Regions from separate parts of the Pelodiscus sinensis genome. Here region 1 is linked to region 2. Evidence: chromatin contacts called from public Hi-C data. All regions are on one chromosome and are shown on one strand. The core of a region is the stretch at or near the end of the contact, and the rest is flanking DNA. Distances in the headings are between cores, read along the strand shown.

Region 1 (3,854 bases), core at 934-3,433, 140 kb before region 2:
CCTCTCCCCACCTTACTGCTACAAGGTTCTCCTGTCCCTAGACTCCCCTCCAACTCCTGTCCCCATGCCACTCCTCCTGCTCCCATACCCCCAGTCCTGCCCTCCCTCTTCCTGCACCGCCCCTCGCCAAGTCAGGCTACAGCCCCCATTCCATAGCGCTAGTTTACCTTCTCCCACATTTTGCCCCATTCCAAGATGGGAAATACTCCAAGTGATGGCAGCAAGTGGCTCTTTGGTGAGCAGCTGCCTGTCCCTAAGGTAGAGATTGGGGTAATGAACAAGAGCCTGAGGTGGTTGTGTGTCTGTGTGTGTCAGGGTACTTTATCGTGTGTGTGCACATGTGCACTATGGGATATGTATTTGTACAAGCTTTTGTACATCGTGTGCAGTTCTGTGCATGGTAGGGTGTGAGCGTGCACTAATGTGAGTTGAGTGTGCATCTCTGTGAGCTTTGGTATGCTATCCTGTGCAAATCTCTGTTTATGCACTTGTGCATGTTGCGGCAAATATATATTCTGGTGGATGTGGACACTTTGCAAGCTTTGGCACACTGGGAAATGGGAGCTGTGATAAGGCTAGGTTGTGATGGTGAGGGAGCGTGTGCAAGCTTTGCATATTGTATGTGGGTCTATGTATGCATTTGTGCAAGCTTCATAGCTGATTGTGGGTGTCTATTTATGCAGGCATGGACATGGGTGTGTGTCACAGCACAGGTGAGTTCAATCATGCATGGTCCTCTAGCAGCTATTTCCACACTGGTGTGTGAGATGGGAGTGTAAAGCTCAGGAGCCCATTGGCCAGCCCCAGAAGTGCCACCAATAACTCCCCTCCTGAGCCCCTCAATATGGTATCACAACCCAAAAATAACCCCTTGTGTCAGTGCAGCGCTGAGCGCAGCGTGGGCACAAGCTCCCTGTAAGGTCACAGCTGGCCAGGCTGACAATACCCCCTCCTGCCTGGGTGCTAAGCCATGAACCCAGTTACCACTTGCAGCTGGTAGGATCCCACTCAGCCCCCTCCCACAGCCTGACATCACACTTGTCCTGCACCCCTAGTCTGGCACTGCCACCTGTTCCCCCCACTGTGGCATTGCTCCCTATCTCCCCAGTCAGCCATGGCCTCCCCAGCCTGGCTTCACCCCACACCCATCCGCCCAAGTGCCCATTCCCCTGCCTCTTGCATTGTCCTCAGTCCGCTCCAGCCTGGCATCGCGCCACATCTCCCCAACTTACCATCAACCCCCCAGCCTGGCATCACTGCCCATCCCCTCCTATCCTGGAACCATGCTCCCATACACCCCAGCCTGGCATCACCTTCCAGCCCCTCCTATCCTGGCACTATGGTCCCACCCCCCACCCTTAGTCTGGCATTCCTGCCTGGAGCGGGAGCCCGTCTGTCACCCATGATCGCGGCTCCAGCCTTCCCCTCCCACGCACCCCAAAGCTCTGCCGTAGCAAGCTGCGCTGCCAGTCCCCACAAGCCGTGCTGGCCTGTCCCCGCTCCCCGCTCCCTCCTTCCCCGGAGCCCCGTTCAGACAGCAGGATCCCCCGCCATCCCGGCTGCCAGCCGCCACCGTGGACAGCTTCACCCTCCCCTGCCGCCGACCGGCCCTCTGCCCCAGCTGCCCCCATCAGCGCCCTGCGCCCCCGCTCCAGGTGTGCGCCCCCGGCCCCCAAATGTGTTACAACGCACCGTCCAGCTGCTGCCGGCTAGGACCCCCTGCGCCGGGGGTCACCGCTTTCAGGGCTGTCTCCTCTCCCTCCCCCCGCACCCCCGTTCGCCCCACCTCCAAATCTTTGCACCCTCGTCCACAAAGCGCTGCGCCCTCCCCCCGCGGGTTTGCACCCCGGCACCTGGAGCCAGCCAGATGCTGCTCCCCTTGGCCCGGAATCTTCCCTTCCCCAAACAAATCCCCCGGGCAGAGGCAGCCCCGTGCCAAGCCCACCGCGCACTGAGTGCCAATCAGAGCCCCCCATCTCCCCAGGGCACAGGGTACCCAGGCACCCTCTTACCTGCATCAGATCCCTGCACTGGGGCTCCAGCCCATGTGGGCTGAGGGTAGGGGGGTCCTTGGAAGCCAGCCCCTGCGTCCCCCCAGTGCCCAGGCAGGTTCCACCCCCCAAGTTGCTTATTTACTCCCCCCCACCCCCACCACTATCTGGTGCTGAAGCTTTGCTTTGGTGGGAGGGGGAGCCGGGGGAGGAGGGGCTAAGGGGTGACATCATCTGTAGCCAATGAGAGAGAGCCCGGATCTCCGGGATGGTTAGACACAGAGTAGCACGTGACCCAAGCTGGTTTCATTGTGAAAGGAAGGAGTCCCCTTGGCTCTGTCTGTCTGTCTGTCTGTGCACGGCGGCAGGCGCTGGAGAAACACATGGAGAACGACCTATCTGCCTAATCCCATACAGCCATAGATCCATCCAGCCCATAGACAGCAACCAATCTAACCCACAGGTCCCCTAGGTCCATCCATCCAAGTCGATTTATTCATTCATCCCCCACACATCCATCTAACCAGATCTCCATTCAACCCTCCACGTGTATTTATGTACCTATCAATGCCCATACACCAGCTATCTGTTCCTGCACACATCCATCCAGATCTGGCTATCTATCCATCCCTGGACACATACCCATCTATTCCCATAAAATCTATCTGGTATCCTTCTGTCTATCTATCACTATCCATGCTCCTCCCCACACCTTTTTCCTTACTGTGGTGTTTCCCATGGCGACATATTTTGTTTCAATTTTATAACTATCACTCTCCCTCCCTGAAAGGCTTACAGCTGGGAAAACTGAGGCAGTGTGAGAAGGAAGAGCCTTGTGCTGAGTATTATGCTGTGTGTCTGCAGCAGGGCTGGGAGGAGAACTCAGGAGAAGTCCTATAAATGCTTCATTACAAAGTGTGAGGGGCAGGGTGGCTTAAATGAATTTAGCAAAAAACTCTGAGATCCAGGAGGAGTCAGTACATTAGCATAATGCCTCTTGGTGTCTCCATCCCTAAACTCACTGCTAGGAGCCATCTGTCTGTCCATCCCCAGTAGTACAGGCTTATATCTGAGCTTCCCAGGGACAGTAGGAGTCATATGAGTAAGAAATTTAACAGAATAGTTGGACCTGGATCCTTTGCAGCCCTTGATTCACAACACATCTCCCTTGCCACCCTGCCATGCTGAATGGGAGGGTGGGGCACTGTGGGCCTAGTGTGCAAATACATTGTGCTTGTTTTGCACACCCACTGAATCCCAAATCCAGGCAAGCCACACCCACTGCACACAGCAAACAGATACCAATCCCTGCTAACACCAACACCATGCCATGCTCTGCTGCCCCGAGCATGCTCCACAGGGCAGCACAGGCAGCTTTGCCTTTGCATATCAGTGCCTTTGATGGGAATGCTATTTTCCCTCCCGCTGACATCTCAGGGGTAGACTTTAGCACAGGTGTGGTGGATGACTCCATAGCAGTTACTCACTGAGTGACACATACCTGGGCGGGGACATGGCCAGCCTGGAACTGGCTCAACAAGAAACTCCTTGAGCCAAAGCCAACAAGTTTGTTGGTGAGGTCATGAGGGTGGCAGGGGAGACTCAGACAGCACAAGGTCAGGGGCCAGATCCCCAGCTGGTGTAAACTGGCCACAATTCCACTGGCATCAATGGGAACTAATGCTCCAAACTGTGTTTCTTTATTGTCTACTGATTTATACGTGTGTGGGCTCGCACGTTGAAGAACCCCTTTCTAGGGAGTGGGGACCCTTCCCACTAGTCTCTAGGGTGGTCCTTCTGCCTGCCACTCCAATCTCTCTGGGGCAGCAGCACCCCAGAGCCAGAGCTGCCTCCATACAGAAC
Region 2 (3,790 bases), core at 610-3,109:
CACATGGTCGGTAGGAGGAATCGGCCGCTCCAGTATCCTTGGACCCCCAGCACATCCCTAGCTGGCGCTGGTGTGCGGCGCGGGGGAGGGGGGCTAACAAAGCCGGCTGACGCTGGGAGGCAGGCACACACGAGGGCGCCAGGGGACAATGGGGTCGAAGCTGTTAGCAAAACCAACCTTCCAGTGATGCCCCGGCTCTTTGTTCGGTCGGGAGCGCTGCTGCACTCCCCCTGGAGCTAAGTTTGGGAACAGGTTGGCCCCCGATACTCCATTGTTATTCTGCCCCCCTCCGCCCCCACTCCCAGGGATCGGGTCCCAGATGGAATTGCAGGAGCAATTATATATCCAGCATTGTTGCATTCGACACTGTGTTTGAGTCCCGGTCCTCCCCGCCAACCCCAGGAGCCACGGGGAAAGGGGGGAGGGGTCACCAAGTCTCCCCGTTGGACGCCAGGTGAGGAGGGGATTCCGAGGCACCTTTGAAAGTGGGATTCATTCAAGTCACTAGGGAAGCAGCATCGCACTCCGATTCTCCCCCGCCCGCGCACCTCCTGGTACTGGGGGAACCGGGTCACTCCCTGTCCCTTCCCCAGACCCGGGAAGTTGTCGCCAGCTCCCTATCCCTGACCCTTAGGGCCTCGCACTCCAGCGGAGTTTTTCTCCTCCTCGGGGAGGTGCTGTGTACTACAAGTGTGGCGTGACACACACACCCCGTCCACAAGCGCGGCGTGTCACAAGCCTTCCCCCCATCACACGCGTGGCGTGAGCCCCCACCCCTCTTAGTCCACACTCGTGGCGTGTTACAAGCCCCCACTCTCCCCAAACCACATGCGTGTCGCAAGTGAATCATTCTCAGCTCCCGTTCCGGGACACGCACGCGTGATCCGCGTGTGGACCGTAGCTAGCTCCCTGCCCCTTGCACAATAGCTGTGCCCCCAATCTGGCACTTACCGTGCGAATGCTCTTCTTCGCTGCTCTCATCCTCCGAGGTCTGATGATTGCCATTGGTGGCCGATTTCGCCCGGCTCCTCGACAGGATCCCGGAGGCCGGGGCGGATTTTTCCATCACGGAAGGCATTTCCCCCCAGCTCCCCCTGCTTTGCGGCCCCCTCCACCACAGGAATCCCCCCTTGAGCCCTGGTGCAGGGTGGAGGACTCGCGCGCGCTGGTCGGTGGCGATTTGAAATAATCCAAAATTAAAACAGCGAGGGGGCGAAATTTACAATCTCAGAAAAATCCATGGGGGGGACGGATCCCAGGATGGAGGGATCCCCAAAATTTGCTGCAAAGAGGGGAGGATTTCAGGGTTTCCTTTCTCAGACTGAATTTTTTCCTCCCCTTCAAAAGTTTCCTAAACTCCCCTGAATTGGGGGGGGGGACTTTGTAACAAACCCCTTTGCTCCCAACACCTGAAATTCCAGATGCTTCCCTGCCCCCCGCAAAAAATAATCTACCAAACGCAAAAAAGGGAGGAGGAAGTTGGGCTAAAAATGAGGGATTTCCCCCCAACTCTCTCCCCTGGGGACGATTTGACCTCAGTTTCCTTCTATGGCTTCTTTCTTCCTCCAAAGATGTAGCAACTTGTGCACAAAAATAAAAGTGACCTCCAGGAGTAGGGAGTGGAAATGGGGGGGTCCTGATTCCAGGGCCTGGAGATGCAGCAAGAGAAGGGGTGTTACTCAGTGTGTGTGGTGGAGGGGGGAACCCTGGTGGGAAAGTTGCGTGGGCAGGCGGCTTTACAGAAGCTCCTGTGCCTGCCTCCGTCTCTCCTCACACACACACACAATGAGAGTCAGACTATAGCTTCCTCGGTCGGCTCCTGCTGCTTGCTGCTGCTGGGGAAAAGTAGTTCCAGCTCCCCTGGCCTCAGCACCTCCCAGCTGAACCCCTCCGCCTGGATGCACATCTGGCCAGAGGGGGGCAGACAGGGGCAAGAGGCAGGCGGAAGGAGCGGAGAGAGTTGAGCCCAGATGTGTATGGAGGGAGGGGGGAGTCTGCGAGTCTTTATTGAATGAAGGGAGGGGCTGGGTGGGTCTTTATGTTTTCTTTTAAAATGCCATTCTCCCTGCAGAAGGGATGAAAGGGAGAGAATGAGAGAGATGGAGGGCTGTTCAGAGACAGACACCCCCCCTTCCAGTAGGAGGCTAGAGGGGCTAGATTTTGGAATGGATATATTTCTCCCCACCCAATAGGCACCCCACTTTCTGCCTATTGCACTATATGCCTTTTTGGACCAGATGTGCTTAGCATAGATGGATGAGTATAGATGAATGAATATAGATGGATAGATGAAGATATATATAATAAATATGGATACATAGATTTAAATATGTATATAGATAGCTAGGTTAGATAAATGAGTAAATATGGGGAGAGACAGCTAGAGATGGGTAGAAGGAGGGATATGTAGGGTAATAGATGGATATTTATGGATAGATGGATTAATAGGTAGAAATGTATGAATGGGAATGGAGGGTAGATAAAGGGGTGGATAAGGCAATAAAGACCTATAACGTCTATTTTCTGAGTCCCTTACTTCTAGGATAATCCTTTGTTATATATCTATTAACATTGTTTTCTTATATGTTTATGTAAAGTAAATAAATGCTTCCTTCAATTTGTTTCTTTCTGGCTTTCTAGCCCTTCTGTCACCTGATGGCCACCCAGTCCCTGGAAATACATGGCAGAATATAAACCAGAAGCTGTTCATTGACACTTTTAAGTAACACAACAGTAAGTAACACTGCATTACAAAAATCTTAAAACTTGAACCTTTCAAAAATGGGTAGGGAGAGAAGTGGGCATCATCAAACGAAACTCAAAATCTATCTATCTAATTAGTATAGGCAGAGCTCACACTTACCCAACACTTCCCATTATTAAACACTGTTTCTAGTTGCCTATAGCAACTTTGCCAAACTTTAACCATTTTTCCATGTCAGGTATCTGCTTCAGGAAAAACTTTTCTGGCAAATCTCAGCTAAAACAGTTCAACCATTCTTGAGATTAAGGGAAAATACATTATTTGGCCCACAATGAGAATATAAGAATAAACTTACACCCTGCTCACACCTCAACCTCAGGAAGGGATCAAAGGGGTTAATAATCTAATGGAGATTTTAAGCATACACCTTTACTAGTAGCTGCATTTTGCCACCTGGTTTTAAACCTTTCCCCACTTTTGCATAAAGTTCCTGAGGTCCCAAAAGGAAAACCAGATCCCTCTCCATAGGAGGGAGAATAGAAGGAAGTGAGAGGAGACTCTGTTTAACCCTAAACTGTGATCTTCTAGTAGTTTGGGTGCTGGGTTACTCTCTAGCATAGGTTATTTGTATATTCACAGTGCTGGTATTGCTGGGGGTCAGGTAGGTATGGCGTGGAAGCTCTCAGACCTGAGGCTTACCAAGATGTCTGGGGGAGATTTGCATTTCCCCAGCTGATTAGCTGGATTGGAATGTGATAGTTAGGTACTGATTTGCATTACTTTGATGTAAATAGGTTACTCCAGATTTATACCACACAGCAGAACCTCAGATCAGGAGTAGGACTGTGGTGGAAACATGCAACAGTGTGAAAAAACCACCAACTCACATGCATACATAACCAACTCACACAAGTAACTAACACAATCAAATAACATGTATCACACACAATCACAATACAGTGGTCCCAGTTCATCTTGTGCAAAGCAAGTGCCCAGTGCTGCCATTCTGTGCTGTTGGTTCTTCATACCTACTGTGCCCTGGCCTCTGACCATGTCTCTGTGGGCTGTGGCTGAGAACCAGGCCCA

What was found. Hi-C and Micro-C count contacts between places; a contact is called where the count stands out from the background.
Region 1: a Hi-C map of an unstated tissue shows a contact between it and region 2, with 5 times the contacts expected there. The contact joins the promoter of LOC102460830 here to the promoter of RCOR2 in region 2. A contact is called at or near these places in 3 of 5 Hi-C or Micro-C datasets (liver and an unstated tissue).

What each region holds. Positions count from the first base shown.
Region 1 is chr11:33,927,584-33,931,437 of ASM4963464v1, reverse strand. LOC102460830 (dual specificity protein phosphatase 10-like) reads right to left here and starts at 2,183. Exons shown (of 4, transcript XM_006125055.4): 1 at 2,013-2,183.
Region 2 is chr11:33,783,630-33,787,419 of ASM4963464v1, reverse strand. It overlaps RCOR2 (REST corepressor 2), which reads right to left and starts at 1,859. Exons shown (of 12, transcript XM_075939100.1): 1 at 952-1,859. The coding sequence starts at 1,078. It overlaps LOC142830943 (a long non-coding RNA gene), which reads left to right and starts at 156. Exons shown (of 3, transcript XR_012906504.1): 1 at 156-252; 2 at 2,641-2,733; 3 at 3,499-3,790.